Linked DNA regions of Danio rerio: region 2 is linked to region 1. A link is a contact called in public Hi-C data. All regions are on one chromosome and are shown on one strand. The core of a region is the stretch at or near the end of the contact, and the rest is flanking DNA. Distances in the headings are between cores, read along the strand shown.

Evidence for each region. Hi-C and Micro-C count contacts between places; a contact is called where the count stands out from the background.
Region 2: a contact with region 1 is called in a Hi-C map of an unstated tissue, with 3 times the contacts expected there. The contact joins the enhancer-like site here to the promoter of gse1b in region 1. A contact is called at or near these places in 3 of 18 Hi-C or Micro-C datasets (fibroblasts, hematopoietic stem cells and an unstated tissue).

The regions. Positions count from the first base shown.
Region 1 is chr18:31,710,914-31,713,881 of GRCz12tu, forward strand. gse1b (Gse1 coiled-coil protein b) reads left to right here and starts at 1,262. Exons shown (of 17, transcript NM_001430859.1): 1 at 1,262-2,968. The coding sequence starts at 1,565.
Region 2 is chr18:31,746,011-31,748,710 of GRCz12tu, forward strand. All of the region lies in intron 1 of gse1b (Gse1 coiled-coil protein b), which reads left to right. Among named protein-coding and RNA genes, the nearest start is that of gse1b, 35 kb to the left of the region's middle. Within about 2 kb of position 1,266, at least 39 of the 62 cell types and tissues checked have an H3K27ac peak or open chromatin away from gene starts, as enhancers often do.

The DNA of each region.
Region 1 (2,968 bases), core at 12-2,511:
ATAAGAACTAAATATCAGAGTTGATCGACGAGGCCCATAGAACCATGAGATTTGAACGGTGTTAAACTAAGAGAAAAATTCACACCAGAACAATGTATGCAACTTCATCTTGAATCATTATTTTTTTAAATAAAAGTATTAAATGAGTTTTCATAGATATGCACACATAACAAATGTTTCATATTTTTGTAAAAAAAAAATGTTCTGCTGTATGTCTGCTCGAAAGGTTGTGACATACAGAACTGCCCAAGAATCTCAGCAACTGTTTATTAGCATTGTTTATCCATATCACACATTTAATCAAAGCTTTAAAAAACTCAAGGTTACTTAGTCTCTGTCGATTACAGGACATTGTGTTTATGTAATGTAATGTAAAATGTAATGTAATGTGTATTTATATAGCGCATTTATTGTGTATGGCAATACACCCAAAGCGCTTCACAATCATGAGGGGGGGTCTCTCCACACCACCACCAGTGTGCAGCATCCACTTGGATGATGCGACGGCTGCCACAGGACAACGGCGCCAGTGCGCTCACCACACACCAGCTATTGGTGGAGTGGAGAGACAGTGATAGAGCCAATTCGGTGGAGAGGGGATGATTGGGAGGCCATGATCGTAAGGGCCGATAGAGGGTCTTTGGCCAGGACACCGGGGTTACACCCCTGCTCTTTCACGAGAAGTGCCTTGGGATTTTTAATGACCACAGAGAGTCAGGACCTCGGTTTAACGTCTCATCCGATGACGTCTCATCCGAAAGACGGATGCATTATACTGCATATTAGTGCCATTTGCAATTTGTTGAACACTGGCCTTTGAACTAGTTATTTTGTCCAAATCATGTTTAAATTTGACATCATCAACAATTATTATTGAATGTTATTATTAATTTAACAACATTATTTTGAAAAAAAAAAAAAAAAAACAGAGAGGAGAAACCTGATATAGGTGCAATGGAATTTTCTGAGTTGTACTCATTAGTGACAAACACTTTCTCTCGCACACTTTTCTCTCTCTCCCTCTCTGACTTTTTTTTCTGAAGTAAAATGTCCTCATATAATTAAACCAGTTCAGCACTGACTAATGAACAGGACCTCTCACGAATGCAGTGAAACTAATGTTGTGTGTGTGTGTGTGTGTGTGTGTGTGTGTATGTGTGTGTGTGTGTGTGTGAGAGAGTGAGAGAGAGAGAGAGAGAGAGAGAGAGAGAGAGAGAGAGAGAGAGAGAGAGAGAGAGAGAGAGAGATGGCGCTGTGTTCAGCTCACAGCCACAATGTGAGGAAAGGAAACTTCGCCAGGCAACTTCAATGAGACTTTCTGCTCTATAACAGCACACGGATTACAAAGTTAGCCATGAGGATGTGACTCCTAACGACTTCTTGGTGTGTTTTCTGGATAAATACACAATTAAAATTGTGTTATTGCGGAGCGAGTGAGTTCGCGGAAGGAGCGAGTTTTTTCCGCGGGATCAATGGCGTTACTTAAGTGAGAAACCGCAAAAAAGATAGCTTCAGGCTTTGAAATCACGCTGCTTGTGATTCTGAAGCTGTTACACATGGAACTATGAACGATTCGGAGCTCACGCTGACCTCCAATGCGCAACAGCGCATGGCTTCAGGTCTGTCTGGGGAGGAGAGCTCTCTACCCGGCAGCGTGTGCAGACCCGAGCGCAACGGGATCTTCTTCGTCCACTGTTTCATCTGTGGGAGCGGGGTGACTGCGGGGAAAGAGCTGAGCTTGCAGGTAAAATACCAGAGAGAAAAGGATGGGCCGTTTTTCCCTTTCCTGCAAGGCCAGGACCCGGCTCCAGGCGCGCCGGAGATCGGTCCGGATGGGGAAGCTCTGGTGTGCGCCGTGTGTCACTGCTTTCTGCGCGAACAGTGGAACTCATTCGAGCGCAACAGGACACCCATCGAGAAGCGCATGTACTGGCTCAAAAGACCCTACCAGTGCGATTTACGAAACATAACCTACGATCTGGAGCGGAGAATGAGCGCCGGGAATTATGACGGCAACGACTCTGACATTTCCTCGTTCTCTGATAATGACCTGTCCGAGCAGGACTTGGACTTGTCAGCGTGTATAATAAATAGTAACAGTACTACAGGTTTTCGTGGGTCTAATAAAGCATCAAGAGAAAGCAGCAGAAAGAGCGTTAAAAGCAGTCCCGAGTCAGTACGATATCCAGCCAGAGTTTACCCAAGTCAGGACATACCCCAATCAGATCGTCGCACGACTAAAATTATCAATCACACATCGAGCTCATCTGTGTCCATGGCTCTGCAGCAGTACGACTGTCGATCTGTGCGCACCCCCCTTCAGGATAACGACACCATTGCGTGTGGTAAGTGGATGAATGCATCTATTGGTGACTCTGACGCACCGGACAGCTGTGAGATCAACATCACCAGCGATGACGACAGAGAGTGCGCAGCATCATCTCACTTTGATGTACAGAGGAGCCAAACCGTCAAGAGCCATGCCAGTCTTTCTGCTGATGGATGTGCCTGTTATATTTGTGGAAGCAGTCTTTCAGCAGGAGGCCGCTTCAAAGTGTTTGTACAGAAGCAGGAGAGAGCATCCAGTGAACCCTTCTTTCCTTTTCTGTGGCTCCACACCCCTCCAGCAGGTGCTGTGCCCCTCAGCCTAGGTGGATACACTTTGGTGTGTACCACTTGCCACTCTTCCCTCATGCAGCAGTGGCAAGGGTTTGAGCTGGCAGATGTGCCTGTCCTTCAGCGACTCTATGTAGTACCTCTAAACACGAGTGCGGCAACCCCTCTTTCTCCACCTGCCATGAACGAATGTGTAGATGTGCTACCAAAAGTTCACCCGCTCCCCTCTATGCCACAGAATAATAGGGAGGCTTGCTATCTGTGTGGGCATGACTGCAGTCGAGAGGTCAGGATGGCATACACCCATGCTGGTGCAAGTAAATCCCGCAGTGCAATGTATTTTCCATTCATA
Region 2 (2,700 bases), core at 16-2,515, 35 kb after region 1:
AGATTAATACAGAGAATGCAGTTGTCAATAGGAGTTAAATATGAGATACAATGGTCAATATAATTAAGATGAATTATTTGGTTTACTCTTGTGTTTTTACATACTGACTACAATTTTTTTAAGAAGGGCCTCTGGTGGTTGGTAGTACTTTGGTGTTTATTTATTTATTTATTTTTGAAGTTTGGAACCAGAATAGTTATTAGTCATTAAAGCCACAAAAATCACAACTGATGCCTATAAATATTCTGTAATTTAAAAATTTATTTCAGAATTTTATGTCGAAAGTGAAGATTAATAGTATAGAGAATGCAAAATTAACTATTTGGTGCCAAGTGAAAATGCTTAACTTATTTTTTAGGAAGAGTCTCTGGTATTCAGCCGTACTGTGTTAATTTTTTGTTTTTTTATTTGTCAGTATTATTTATTTATTTTATTTTATTTAATTTTTTTAAAATTTTGAACAAGAATGGTTATTAATAGTAATTAAAGCCACAAATATCATAATTGATACCTATACATAATCTGTAATTTATTTCAGAAATTCATTTCAAAAGTGAAGATCAATACAGAGAATACAGTTGTCAATAGGAGTGAAATATGACATATAATTTTCAAATATTCATTCATTCATTCATTTTCTTTTTGGCTTAGTCCCTTTATTAATTTAGGGTCGCCACAGCAGAATGAACCACCAACTTATCCAGCACATGTTTTACCCAGCGGATGCACTTCCAGCTGCAACCCATCACTGGGAAACACTCATACACTCTCATTCACACACATACACTATGGACAGTTAAGCTTACCCAATTATAGTGCATGTCTTTGGACTGTAGGGGAAACTGGAGCACTCATTTGCAAATTCTCATTTTTACATGCTGACTACATTTTTTTTTTTTTATGAAGGACCTCTGGTGTTTGGTAAAATTGTGGTACTTTTAGGTCTTTTATTAGTCAGAGTTTATTTATTTATTTATATTTTGTGAGATTTGGAACCAGAATGTTATTAGTCAATTCTAATAATGATCGTGTGAGCAAATACAGAAACAATGTAAGATACAAAATACTTTCAAGGAGTATCAAAACATAGCATTCCAGCACACTCTGTGTGTTTGTGTGTGTGTGTGTGTGTTTGTCTCTTCTTCTTTTTCTTCTCTCTCTGTCTCTCTCTCTCTGTCTTCTCTCTGGGAGGGATTAGAGTGGCCACATGTTGGCCGGCGGAGGCTCGCTGTGGCTCCAGGCAGGCGCGCGGGCGCTGTTGCTCATGGTAACTTGATCGCTGGCGGCCGTGAAGCTGTTTGATTTATTCCCCAGCTCCAGCAGATGGCTGCAACAGAAGTTTGTTTAAGTTCACTTCATAGCCGGGCCGGCTGCCAGGACAGAGTCTCGCACACACAAGAGGAGGAAGAGGGGGCTGGAAGCTGAACACATGCCAGAAGAATGTTCAGTGACTCCGGGTGTCTAACCACACCACTTACCCCTTCCAACCTCACACACACAGACCTGCACACACATTTTTTCACAAATACTGCAACACATGTATCTCTCTCAAAACGCACACACACTCACATTCCCACACATTTTCCATCGATTTCCTTTTTCGTTTTTTTTATCGGTGCATTTCCACTCTTTGCAGCAAACCTATTTCCTTCAAACAGTCAACCACAGTGAAACACACCTCATCTGCTTTAAGTGTGTGTTCGGTTGGACTGCTTGTGAAGATGCTGAAGGTGTCTGTCTGCCCAAATGGTAAACTGCTGAATGGAACCATATGGTTATTTCTTTTTTCTTACCCAACCAGTAGAATCTGCAGTTCATTCAAAGCCATTATACTCGGAAAGAGAGATCTGATTTATTCTGATCTAACTATGTATTTACACATTTTACCATCAAAATCAAAAGTTTTTTTTCTCTTTTTTTTATGTTACCAATGCTATGTTGTCAGAAAATATTAACAAAAGTAAATCTGTAGAAAATTTACTTGCCAGTGTTTGTAAAAGTTAGTTTTGTTGGTCACTGTTTAATTTAATGTTCGATTCCTGTGATGAACAATCCATTATGTATTACTTTTGACTCTAACTCCTAATCTGCTTTTTATTTAAAATAACATAACTACATTACTATTAATAAGAAGCAGATTAGGAGTTCTTGTATTTGGTAGGTTTGGGGATATAGAATATGATCATGCAGAATATGTGCAAAATTATTAGAATTCTGTTGCTCTTTTTCAAATATATATAAGTGATGTTTAACAATCAATTCTCAACTGTTTCATAAAAATATATACTTTTTTCTTGTAGATGAAGTCTTATTTATTTTAGCTTTGCTGAAATAGTTGGACATTAAAAAAAAAACAGTTTTAAGGTCAGTATTATTCACTTCCCTAAGATTAAAAATATATATATTGAAATTGCCTACAGAAAGAACCGATGACTTGCCTAATTAACCTTACCTGTAACTTGCCTGGTTAATAGTTAATCTTTTAAATTGTAATTTAAGCTTAACGCTAATATCTTGCAAAAATAGCTAGAAAATCTTATCCAATAGATCACAGCAAAGACAAAATAATAATTCTAAATTATTTATTAAAACTATTATGTTTAAACGTGTTGATTTTTTTTCTTCTTTACTTTAGCATTTGATTTTTTTAATAATCAAAATTTCACAGGAGGGCTAATCAATTTTATATAAGTAGTTATA